Linked DNA regions of Mus musculus: region 2 is linked to region 1. A link is a contact called in public Hi-C data. All regions are on one chromosome and are shown on one strand. Each heading gives the region's core, a stretch centred on a gene start, on an enhancer-like site or on the middle of the called end of the contact. The rest is flanking DNA. Distances are from core to core; before and after follow the strand shown. Region 1 overlaps Snx3 (sorting nexin 3). Region 2 has its middle 19 kb from the start of Gm15199.

Region 1 (6,369 bases), core at 1,476-3,975:
CAGGCTAAGCCTTGACTACCCCTCACTATGTAGACTAGGCAGGCCTTGAACTTGCTATCATCCTGTCCTGGCCAGTTAACTCTTCTTTTGGCAATGCTGGGCCGGAGCAGCGGCTCCTCACACCAACCTGAGTCTCATCTCCAGTTCAAAAATGTAACTGTTTTGTTTTCTCCTTTGAAATTCACTTCTCTTGAATGTGGGTGAGAGGGTGTCTGGGTGTGCACGTGGAGGTCTGAGCACAACCTTGTGGGTTAGTTCTTTCCTTCTACCATGTTTTGAAGTAGGGTGTCTTGTTTTAGCTGCTAATCTGTGTATTCTCGTGTGTCTGGCCTGCCAGCTCTGAGCGAGTCATCCTGCTGTCGGAAAGCTGGGGTTACAGAAGCCTGCCACCATGTCATCCAGCTTTCCAGCAGGGGTTCTAAGAGGCTGAACATGCATGGCAAGCACTGTCATTTGCTGAGCATCTCCCTAGACCCTAAATGGTACCCTTAATTTACAACCTTAGGGTACCCAAAAGGTCAGGGAGTGTTAGAATTTATTTATCACTAGGAGAAAATTAGGAGTCATATAAAACAAAACAGACCCTAACATAAAGGGTAACTAAGGGGCTGGAGAGAGCAAGAATCCTTCTGCAGGATCAAGTGCAGCCCTCCACACCCATGCTGGTGGCTCACAACCACTTGTAACGGGTTCCGAGAGATCCAGTACCTTCTCTGGTCTCTGGCTACTGTACTCATGGGCACATGCCCATAGTCTTTAAACGATGCAGAGCTTTACAGGGGAGGGCATTTTAAGAACTGAGACCATGATGCTGAGTATTCGGAGGTTAGTCATAATGCAACACAATTTTTGGACTAAAGACTACTTGTTGCTATTTCTGCCAACTTTGGGGGAGTGGGTGGGCATGGAGGGAGGCTGAAACAAGGCCTCTCTATATAGCCCTGGCTATCCTGGAACTCACTATGCAGACCAGGTTGACTCTGAACTCACAGGTATCTTCCATCTCTGCCTCCTAATAGCACTGAGATTAAAGATGTGCACCCCCAGCATTCCTGATCCAGTAACAAGAGGGTCCCGATGGCCAGGGCAGGTAAAGGTGCACTTTCTATCAAGCAAAAATCCAATGCCAGAAACTCATGCGATCCAAGGCGGGGAGCTAACTACTGCAAGCTGTCCTGACTTCCACATGGGTACTGTGGCATGTGCACGTGTTCACATACAAATAAACAAATGTTAAGGAACATTCAAATAAGAATTGGCTGGGGGGCGAGGTGCAGCTTAGTAGTAAAGTGCTTAACTGGAAAGCCGAGGTCCTGGATTCAATCCCTAGCTGAGAAAAAAACAAAACCACAAGTCCATTTTTATCATTAGCCAAAAAAATATTTTAATATGCATGTAAGAATTATAATCCTTGTACTCTGGAGGCAAAGTGGGATATCAAGTGCAAAGTCCCTGTTACAAAGTTTACCGTAGAGCTCAGAAATTACTTCATGCAGCAAATGCCAAGCTCTATTAAAGTTCTACTTAATTCTACCGACTCTCTTGGGTCAATTTTATTCTTAATTCAGTATTGCACTTGGAAACTGAAAACTGTTTTATAGCTGAGAATCAAAAAAACCCTGAGGCACCTGGAGGTGAGCACTTCCTGCTGTGTAGACCAAGGCACCGACCTTGCTGTGGCGTCCATTGCTTCGAGCACTCTGCTCACTAGCTAAGTTTAATGCCGTCAGTAAACAGAAGAATGCCTTCTATTCATCAGGACCTTGAGTTCAGTTTGTAGTGGTGTCAATTTTTTCCAAAGTGTATTCCCTTCTATGTTGTACAGCTTAAAGCTTGGAGCCTTCTGCAGATGCTACTGGGCATAACAGCGTATAGGTTTCAAGCATGAAACCCGACCTCACGAGAGGTTTGAAAGCACTTGAGCTTTCTTTCCCAGGTAACCACAACATTTGTTCATTGTATTAATGACTAGGAGCAAAATTGCACCTAACAAGACTCTTATTATACTAAAAGTCAAACTTGCCTTTAAGAGGCGCTGGCTTGCTATACAGAGGGGCATTCTCACTCCTCAGAAGGGAAAGCACCAGGTCCCCTGGAGAGCGGGATGATGATTCCCAGAAAGAAAGCGCTGGATTATGTCTCTCTAATTTCACCCACTGGCTTTTTAGCCAGGCTCACCCTTCCGCATTAAAATATTAAGTCTTTGTAAGTGTCTAAAGATAGAAAGGTCTTTACAGAGCTGAGTGTTTCTGCAGGTGAGATTTTACATTCTGAATTCCCTCCTCTCAAATTACTTTACAAAAGGGATTAACTGCTCTCTTTATTCAGTATGTTAAGATCAAGCCTGTGAAAAGAGGTCCCCAAGAATTTTCATACTTCTGGGTACGGAAGTCTGTAAAGTTAATCTCTCAAACAACATATCAAGCTTACAGGTACAATGTTGAGGGCAGAGAGCCAGCTCGGCTCATTTTACCTCCCATTTTCCCTTTTGAACTTTTGACACAATCATGATTATATCTGATTCTCTCTAATTGAGTGAGGAATGAGAGGAAAGTCTCTTCCCTTCTATATTAGCTTGTAGTTTTTCTATTTGAAAAGGGATCTTTAAAGTTTACTCAGCTGGATATAATTTCTCTTCTTGTACAAGTGCTACACTGGAGTTCTGACAAGGTCTAGCAGGAAACTCTGGGCTTAGGGTGTGACGGACTAATGACGGGAGAGCCTTTGCCCAGTAGAGGCTCTCTAGCACTGTAAGAACAAACAATCAGATTATTATTTTCCCATTACACTTAGAATACTGAGCTTGACTGCAGGTGTCTGTCAATGTTTTTCCTAATTAATTTCAGGAGCAGCTAGCAAGGCCAGCATTAGATATAAGGCTCAGAACTGTCACCCTCAGCTACAGAAGTGTGAGACCTGCCTGTACTATATATATGTCTCAAGAATCAAGTTTTCTTGAGGCTTAGCATTTAGAAGCACTGGCTACTCTTCCAGAGGACCCGGGTTTGATCCCCAGCGCCCACGTGGTGGCTCACAGCTTTCTGTAAATTCAGCTTCAGAGGACCCAAAGTTCTCTTCTGACCCCTGTGGACAATAACCCACACATGGTACACAACACACACACACACACACCACTCATACACATGAGTCTAAAAAAGAAGTTATCTTGATCATTAAAGATCACTTCAACTTACCTGATCAAAAGAAAAAAAAAACTGTCTTGTTTTTGTTTGAACTACTGAGCTCCTACTATTTGATTGCAAGCTCTTGTTTGGCTACTTCCAATTTCTTCTTTTCTTTTCTTTCTTTTTTTTTTTTTTTTTTTAAGATTTACTTTTTTTTTTTTCCTTCTTTTCAGGACAGGGTTTCTCTGTATAGCTCTGGCTGTCCTGGAACTCACTTTGTAGACCAGGCTGTCCTCGAACTCAGAAACCCGCCTGCCTCTGCCTCCCAAGTGCTGGGATTATTATATGTAAGTACACTGTAGCTATCTTCAGACACTCCAGAAGAGGGCATCAGATTTCCTTATAGATGGTTATGAGCCACCATGTGGTTGCTGGGATTTGAACTCAGGACCTTCCGAAGAGCAATCAGCACTCTAAACTGCTGAGCCATCTTGCCAGCCCTCCAATTTCTTTAATGCTTATAAAAAGAGCCTGTAGCTGGATATTCCCCCTACCTTCCAACGTTGGCAGACTATTATTTACCAAGCATCCATAAGACAACTGTGCTAAATATGAAATCATTGTTTAGAACAATGAATAAAATGCAGAACAATCCCTCTTGACGCTCATGAAACACCAAGGAAAATAGAAATGATATAAAAATCTGAATTTGTGTGGTTAAAACACCACAAATAGGACTTGGAGTAGTTTAGTTCATCAATGGAGCCTTGCAGAATATATGAAAAGCCCTGGGATCTCATAATCCCTCCCCCCCCCCCCCGCAATGCCTTTACAGCCTCCCCCACTACATCAAACCAACCATACACAAAAGCAGGAAACTGAGCTATCTGACCAGGACAATGACACTGTGACAGGGACTCACTCTATCTAGAGCCCAGGCTGGCCATGTGATCTCCCCTCAGAGCTCTCAATGATGGAATTTTTTTTCTTTTTAAAGATTTTTCTCTTTCATAAGTGTGTGTGTGTGTGTGTGTGTGTGTGTTTGAGAGTACATGTGCCCAAAGGACAGGGGCACTGCATCCCTGATGCTGCAGTCACGGGCAGTTAGCTGTGAGCTGCAAATGTGGGTACTGAGACCCAAACGGCAGTCTTCTGAATGAGCACGTGTGCTCCAGATTACAGGGGTGACTCATGACTCTCTCTGGATGATAAAGTGTCTCTAAGGGAAAGCTGAAAGGCCCAGGGTAGCCATGAACTAGAACAACTCTGTTGTAGGAAGTGAGATGAAGACACCTCAGCAGGAACAGGCAGGAAAGCCACTCAGTGAACACTGCGAGGCACAGGGAACTAGATATAAGTTCTAACACTTCAAAGAGCTACACAAAATTATTTTGAATGTTTTTAATCAGAAAAAAATAATGTATGTTTCAGATCTATTTAGACTTTATTTTAACATATAACCAAACATTTATAGTTGATATCATTACGTAAACATTTTTGTTGTTCTGAGACACATGTCCCCTGCATAGTCAGGGCTAGCCTCAAACCACTCTGTATCCCTGGGATAGCCCTGAACTCTGATATTCCTGCAGCAGACTCCTTGAGAACTAAGCTTACAGGAACACACATTTCACCTAACCATGTGCAATTTTTAAGTGCCACGTAAAACAAAACAAACAAAAAAAAACCAACAAAAAGATGGTCTGAAAAGATGGTTCATCAGGTAGGGACAGCTGCTGCCAGCAAACCTGATGGCCTGATAATGATTCCTAGGGCCCACATGATGGAGGAGAGAACTGATTCCCACAAGCTGTGGTCTCATCTCCATATCTGTACCCTGTCACAAGTGAGCACACAAGTGCATGTGTACTGCATGTGCACACACTGAGTAAATAAAAATGTAATTTACTGAGACAAGTTCTTTCACTGAGGCCTAGGGATTTTGACTGGCTAGACTGGGGCCAGAAAACCTCCAGGATCTGCCTGTTTCTATCCAGTCTGGCTGGGGTTACAGACTGTGCCACCACGGCCAGCTCTTACATAGGTGCTGGGATCTGAGCTCAGGTTCTCACACTCTCCAGCAAGCACTTTATCCACAGAGCCATCTCCTCGGTCCCAATGTGTCTTTGAATAGAATATTTGTAGGAAGAGATGACGTAGCTCAGGGGTTAGGAGGAGGGTCTGGAGGGACAAGGGGAAGGTTTCCTGTGAATCTTTGTTATTTGCTTTCTTGTACATTTTAAAAGACTGTAAATGGGAACAGACAACAAACCAAACCAAAACTACAGAATAATCAATTCCCTGTATGTTGTTTCCCTCTATTTTCTCTAAGTTAGCAACATATTTTATAACTCTTTTGCTATAACCTAAAAGACAGTGACTCCCATGTTGTAAGAGTTGGCCTTTGAGACTGTGTAAGGGGAAGAGGGAAGAGACCATTGGAGTTCACGTGCTGAGAGAGGCTTACTAAAGTAGCAAAGCTGGTAACTTGTAGCTGCGCCTTCATTCTTCCTTTACGGACAGAGGTTCAGTGTATCACATCAGGGCACTGAGTTATGATAGACAGGAAAAAATGTGTTTGCTTGCCACTGCTGCAGTCAGTTCCAAGTAGCCCCATAACCCCACATCTGTGATTAACACAAAAACCACACTCTTATAATATTTCTGTGTTTTTTTTTAAAAGAAACCAAAAGTACAGAATATATACTATGTATATGTATTAAAATACTTAAGAATTTGGGTCCAGAGCCGGGCGTAGTGGCGCACACCTTTAATCCCAGCACTCAGGAGGCAGAGGCAGGGGGATTTCTGAGTTCGAGGCCAGCCTGGTCTACAAAATGAGTTCCAGGACAGCCAGAGCTATACAGAGAAACCCTGTCTCAAAAAAAAAAAACAAAAAAAAAAAAAAACAAAAAAAACCCAACCCCCCCCCCAAAAAAAAAAAAAGATTGTGGGTCCAGAGCAATGTGTTGGTGGTTAAAGAGCCCAGGCCACTAGCCATGTTAGAGTCCCAGTACCAACACAGAAAACCACAACTGTCAGTAACTAGTTCCAAGGGATCCGTTATGTTCTGGCCTCCACAGGCACCACATGCAGTCATACAATAGGCTTAACACTCATAATCATGAAAGTAAAAATAATGGTTTGAAAAAATTAAGTATAGGGGTATGGGTTTGGTGATTTATGCCTGTAACCCCAGCACTCAGAGGCTGGAATAATGGGTTATAGGCAAACCTGGGCTACA
Region 2 (6,369 bases), core at 2,396-4,895, 210 kb before region 1:
AAAACAGCTCTTTTTATTGAGGGAGAATAAAGGTATATAAACCGTGGGGAGTGGGTAGGGATTTTCAGGTGAGTTTACATCAAAGGCTGGGGCCAAGGTGCGAGAAATGCTTCATTTGCATAAAGAGGAATTCCAGGTACTAGCTAGTCATGTGTTAGTCTCAAAAACCCTTCAAATTGAATGTCCCTCCCTTCTACTTCCTGTGTCTCTCTATACATCCTCCTGACTTCTTCTTAGTCTCTATGGTTCGTTCCCTGTCAACTGGTTGCTTGTTCTGCCTCTTGACTTAAGGTTGACTTTATTTAATCCTGTTTACAATAAACAGAAAACTCTTGGATAAAAGTGCATGCTAGGGCACACAACTAGAAATAGGTTTTCCCAGTAAATAACACAATCCTAGGGCTCACAGTGTGATCAGATATCCTGCAACAAGGGTCATAAGGGTTACACGTGCTGTGACATTCAGGCCCAGAGCGAGGAGGAAGCAGTCCTACTCCTACTGATCTCAGGATGAGCTTTTCAGGGTTTGGACTCCTCTCGACCTCTTGCTCCTGACTGGCTCTCCCAGTCACATGGCTTTCTGGCCCCACACAGACTCTCTCAGCCTCTAAATCATATTCTGTAGGCTTATATTTTTCAAAACCTACTCTTAAATGCTTCAGTCCCCCTTATTACTGAAGGAGGGTAGGAAGATGGCTGATAGACGTGGACCTGTTGAGAAGTTCCTTGGGGCCATTCCAATCTTCATTGTCTGCAGTCCAGTCCACTAGCAAAACACCAAACATGCATCAGCAGCAGCCGCTCGATCTAGAAGAACCTGAGAGGCTCCCCCAATTGGCACAAGTCTGCCTAGGCAGCAAGAAGCAGCCAGAATGTTCTCTATGAAGTCAGGACAAGCAAAGACCATCGAGGAGCAGCAAGGCGAACCCATGGCAGAGCACTGTCCACTGTCAGCTGGCTTTTCCTTACACTCTTCCCAAGCATCACAAGTCCTCTCAAGTGTCTGCTCCAGCAAGACATCACACACCTTTTCACCAGACAGCTTCCAGAAAAACACACGTCTGTTCTCAGCAAAACACCCTCTCATAAGACAGCTTCCAGAAAAACATCATACGACACAACTGAGTATCCAATGAAACCAGAGATTCCCACCTCAATATCATTATATAAAACACACACATACACACACACCCTGAGAGAGAGAGAGAGAGACAGAGACAGAGAGAAAGAGTTATAGAGATATATTAACTGTATGAAATGAGAGTTAATAATTAAAACTGAAATCATCCTGAGATCAGTAGGAGCAGGACTGCTTCCTCCTCACTCTGGGCCTGAATGTCACAGCACGTGTAACCCTTATGACCCTTGTTGCAGGATATCTGATCACTCTGTAAGCCCTGGGATTGTGTTATTTACTGGGAAAACCTATTTCTAGTTGTGTGCCCTAGCATGCACTTTTATCAGCCGGATCACCAAAGTTGGTGAGATTATATGATAAATTGCTGTCATTAAATCTGCTAAAACTTGTAAACGTATCATCATTCAATAAATTCTGACATCATGGATATACACAAACATGTCTGTTTCTAGCATAGAGCATGTATGACTCTGAAGCAGAAATTTCTCCATGAGTGTTAAGATGGCCTTGGTTTCATAGCAAATTCCTGGACAGCAGGGGCTGCAGAATGAGACTCTGTCTCACAAGAAACAAACATCCAAGGGGTAAAACAAGCGAGCCATCAGCTCCCACTCTGACCCAGTCCCATAATTAGCTCAAACTCTCTTTCCTTTATTTTATTTTGTTTTTTGTCCTTGTCGTTTGGTTGGTCAGTCAATTTTGGCTTTTTGAAACAGAGATGCACACAGCCCACAAAATTTTAAAGCCTGAAATGTATTTGTTTGTGTGGCTGGCTTGGATGTCGTGGCATGAGTGTCGAGGGCAGAGTTCTCTAGTTAGAGGAGGACAGCACTGATCTTAGCATTCAGCTTCCCATGTGCCAGGATTAGCACTCACCATCACAAATGGCTCACAATGCTTTTGTTGTAATTGAGGATGGCTTGGCCATGTTCCTGTAGCTTGCTCTTGGCCTACACTTCTGTTCCTTATAGGGTACTTCTGGCTTCTCTTCTGGACAGAACATTACAAAAAGCTACCTTCAAGGTCTGGGTCTCTTCTGGTCAGTCTTGAGGTTTCTGTGACCCTTCTACTAAAGACCTGGGGTCTCTTTTACTTTCAGTTAAGTCTGAATTCCAGTCCTTAAAGAAAATATAAGAAGCAGTTTATAGAAAGGTTTAGGGAAGAATTCTAGAACCAAGCTTTAGTGGTAGTAGGAGTTGTTGGCAGGAATAGGAAGAGTGTTAGGGGGTAGGGAGGGGTATGGGGGGGTATGGGGCAGGAATAGGAAGAGTTTTGGGTGTGGGGAGGGGTGTGGCTGGGGGGGGCAGGAATAGGAGGAGTGTTGGGGGAGGGGTGTGGCGGGGGGGGGGCAGGAATAGGAGTGTTAAGGTAAGTTTCCTAAGTTACTAGCCAGCCACTTTGCCACCAGAGTGCCTTTCACCCTAAAGTGGGGCTTTCTAAAATCTTCTCGGCCTCTGAAGCGCGGAGCCTCCAGTGGGGGCTCTGGTCCTAGGAATGGAAGGAAAAGAAACGCTGACATTTCTTTGTAATGTGTCTTGCATTTGGGACTGTTGCTAATCCCCCTGACCTAGACTGTCTGAAATTAAGCCCTTGAAGGCTGTTGCTGAGCACTAAAGCTTTTTAACTCTGATGATTAATGTAGTTATAAATAAGCCTGGCAAGAAAAGCATCAAGTATAATTTATTGTCTCCAGAATGAAAGTCCTAAACTTTAAAATACTACTCCTAAAAAAAACTGGTCCTGAGTATGGCCTTGATGGTGACCTTGGCTAAGTCACTTCATAGGCACTTAGAGTGAGGTGTATATGGGTGGGTTTTGGTTTGTTTTTGTTTTTGGTTTTTTTTTTTTTTTTTTTTTTTTTTTTGTCTATTAAAGGATATAATACCACACACCTTATTTCCTTTAAAGGATGCCATGAAGGTCAAATCAGACTGCATTAAAATAGTTACAACTTTAATTACTTGCATTTGCATAGTACTTTGTCGCCTGCAAAGCATTTCTGCATATATTATTCCATTTGCATGAAAGAGCTCTGAGAAGTTATAAAGCAGAGGGAAAGGACAGTACCAGGGTTTAGCCACTGGCTCCTTCGCTTTTTGCTTCAGTGCTTCTTCAGCAACATGGGCAGTCGCAGGATCGAGCTCTTGGCCATGGAGAGGGGTTATACCATGTGCTGCACAGGAAACTCGGCTCTGGGTCTACACAGAGAAATATCCAACAAAATTCACTTTGTTCAGGCTTATATGTAAAGTGCCTTCTAAAGGCCTGCCCAGACCTTCCTATAAACAGCACCCTCCATCCGTCCGTCCACCAGCAGTCTGTCTTCTGCCCTGAGTTATTTGGCCGGGAACACTTAGCACCATCTTAATTAGACACCGGACATTAGCATTTGCTTCATCTCTCATGCCCAAGAGTAAAATCTCTATGAAGACAGCTTCTTGAGCTTCGGTTTTCCGTCTCCCCCGCATCTAGACTGTAGTGGAGGCCCAGCAAATACCTGTTGAGTTGGTGAAGGAATTTGCTATAATGGCTGTCTTCCCCTCCCAATTCACACCACCACAACCACATTGCCTTTGACTCTCTTTCCCCATTGTGGGTGTTCAAAGTCTTGTTCTGAGTCGGGTTTGGTGCCACACATCTGTAGGAACACCCCCTTGGGAAGCAAGAAGATCTCTCCAGGATGCACCAATCTTCCAGGGAATCTCTGTTTTCTAATATGGAGACCCACCAGCAGATGGCAATCAAGGAATACAAAACTGGACCTTGCCCCATTTGACAAGACTGTTCATAAGTGAAGTCGATAGCTTTCATGGCAAGTGGACTACTAACTCCTGACTCTTTAATACCATTTCTTTAAAAACTCTTGATTTCATGTGCTCCAAACACACATGGCTTCTTCCACTGGAGAGACTGGTGGGTGAGAGGAGAGAAGAGGACACTGCCAGAGACAAATTCTTAGTCTTTAGATGGTCAAGTAGACACTTTGCTTAGGCTATAAAAACAATTAGCATTCTGGGCATGGTGGCTCATACCTATACGCAGCACTTGTGAGGCTGAAGCAGGAAGACATTACAAATCTGAAATCAGCTACATGGTAAGTGCAAGGCTATCCTAGGCTACACAGTGAGAACTCAGGCTAGCCTAAGCTACACAGTAAGAACCAAGGCTATCCTAGGATACATAGTGAGACTCTAAGATAGATAGATAGATAGATAGATAGATAGATAGATAGATAGATAGATAGATAGATCATACATAAATACATACATACATACATACATACATGGATGGATGGATGGATGGATAGATAGACATACGTAAGTAAATAAAATGTAGAATGATGACTCCTGCTACACCCTGGAGATTCTTACTTTAAAGACCTTGTGTGGAGCCCAGGAGGTTGGATTTTGGAGGTTGGAGAGTTGGTTGAAACTCTCCTAGTGACTCTGCAGCAGGGCTCTCCTAGTGACTCTGCAGCAGGTAACTTCTGACAGAAAATACTTTGAGAAATCCAGACCCAACTCAGTAGACTATCATCTTTCATGAGGATCTTATAAAGAAAGCTTAACAAATTTGGGAGTAAATTACAGTTAAAAATATTTATATACCTGCTGGCTCTCGTGGCAAGCTTTGCCTGTAACCTGCATACCCACTTAAAAAAATTATATTTGTTAGTGTGTGTGTGTGTGTGTGTGTGTGTGTGTGTGTTTGTACCAGAGGATATGTAAGAGTTGAATTTCTCCTTCTACCATGTATAGTCCTGGGTGTTAAACTCGGGCCAGGCCATCAGGCTCAGCAGCAAGAACCTTTACCCACTGAGCCATCTCACCAGCCCAACAACTCCCATTTTGTCTGCAGTTGTAGAAGTTCACAGACCCTCTGAAGTCATGGGTACTAGGTTTCTCTGTCTCAGTTAAAATAAACCCCTTCAGTCTCTCTACCTAAAGAGGTCACACTTCAGCTTCAAAAGCTCTCCCCCAGAGTCCAAGGGGTTCCCTCTTCCATTCTCCCACCTGCAAAGGGAAGGGAAGTGCTCCCTAGAAAATGAGCTATAGGGTGAGAAACAGCGCAGACTGGCCCAGTGCCTCAGGAAACTAAGCTGGGCAGAAACAACCGTGCTGTCTGTGGTCACCATGAAAGCAATTTGGGGTTGAGTGAAAAGCAGTAGCGGGCGGGCCAAAGGACAATAGGAACCAGCCAGAGAGAACAGGCCCACATGGCTTACCTCAGGAGCCCCTTCCCCAGCCTCCCAGTCCCGAGGTCTCTTCATCTAGCGCCATCTCAGCCCATCCCATTGGAAGACATACAAACAGAGCTGACAGCAGAGTCCTCCCAAACTTGTTTGTAAGATGTTCTAGAGGCTGGAAAAGCAAGAAAGGCTCAGGGGAGCAGGTTGATCTCTGGAAACCAAAACTAGGTTTCTCCACTCAAAACCTGTGTACAAGTGAGGTCCCTGTGTCTGCACACTCCTGGACATTGTATGCAAATGACATGTTTGTGGATTGTGCTGGGAGAGATTCCAATGTTAAGGAAATCTTCAACAGGATTTTTAAGTTCTTTTAATTTTTAAGTTCTCGTACAAAGGAATGGATTTCACTGTGGAATCGTCATACACGTGTGTCAGCCCCTCTCTTCCCCCCCCCCCAATAGTTCGCTCTGACTGGTTCCTTTCCTTCTCCCAGATAGTCCCCTTTCAGCTTTCCTGTCACATGTATGTGCTCCATTACTCTGTTGATCCCCTGCCTTATGATTCCTTCATCCCCTCTCATAATACCCTTGCTAGTTTTGTGTCACACACACACACACACACACACACACACACACACCATATACCACAGACAGCACACACACATACCATAACACACATACACACACACATAGCATACACACACCACACACACATATATACATATACCACACATACACATAACACACCATGCCACACATACACATAACATACATCCATACACATACACACACCACTACACATACATATAAAGTCCAGCTTTTTTTTCACATTTCTTCAAATGTAGAAATAACCTTTTACAGTAAGAGTCTTGTCTGTCAAACCCAGACAAGTAAACCCAGCGGGCAGAGCCACAGGAGGCAGGGACAAGGTGAACATGGGCATTAGTAGCAGCCACAGCACACCAGGACATGCTGAGTCCTGGTTTGGGATTAGAGTCTAGGCCTCAGTGACAATGGGAAGGTTATATAAATTCCTCTGAATG

The links. A called contact is a pair of places that touch in the nucleus more often than the background predicts.
Region 2: a contact with region 1 is called in a Hi-C map of rod photoreceptor, with 2.4 times the contacts expected there. The contact joins two enhancer-like sites. A contact is called at or near these places in 1 of 15 datasets of contacts at CTCF or cohesin (pro-B cells), 14 of 484 Hi-C or Micro-C datasets (the AML12 cell line, the MC3T3-E1 cell line, adipose-derived mesenchymal stem cells and 10 more) and 1 of 115 datasets of contacts at active chromatin or transcription factors (astrocytes).

What each region holds. Positions count from the first base shown.
Region 1 is chr10:42,519,452-42,525,820 of GRCm38.p6, reverse strand. The region is part of intron 1 of Snx3 (sorting nexin 3); the gene reads right to left. Among named protein-coding and RNA genes, the nearest start is that of Snx3, 21 kb to the right of the region's middle. Within about 2 kb of position 2,725, at least 27 of the 459 cell types and tissues checked have an H3K27ac peak or open chromatin away from gene starts, as enhancers often do. A contact at or near this core is called in rod photoreceptor, where this site is marked.
Region 2 is chr10:42,732,252-42,738,620 of GRCm38.p6, reverse strand. No RefSeq gene overlaps it. Among named protein-coding and RNA genes, the nearest start is that of Gm15199, 19 kb to the left of the region's middle. Within about 2 kb of position 3,645, at least 3 of the 459 cell types and tissues checked have an H3K27ac peak or open chromatin away from gene starts, as enhancers often do. A contact at or near this core is called in rod photoreceptor, where this site is marked.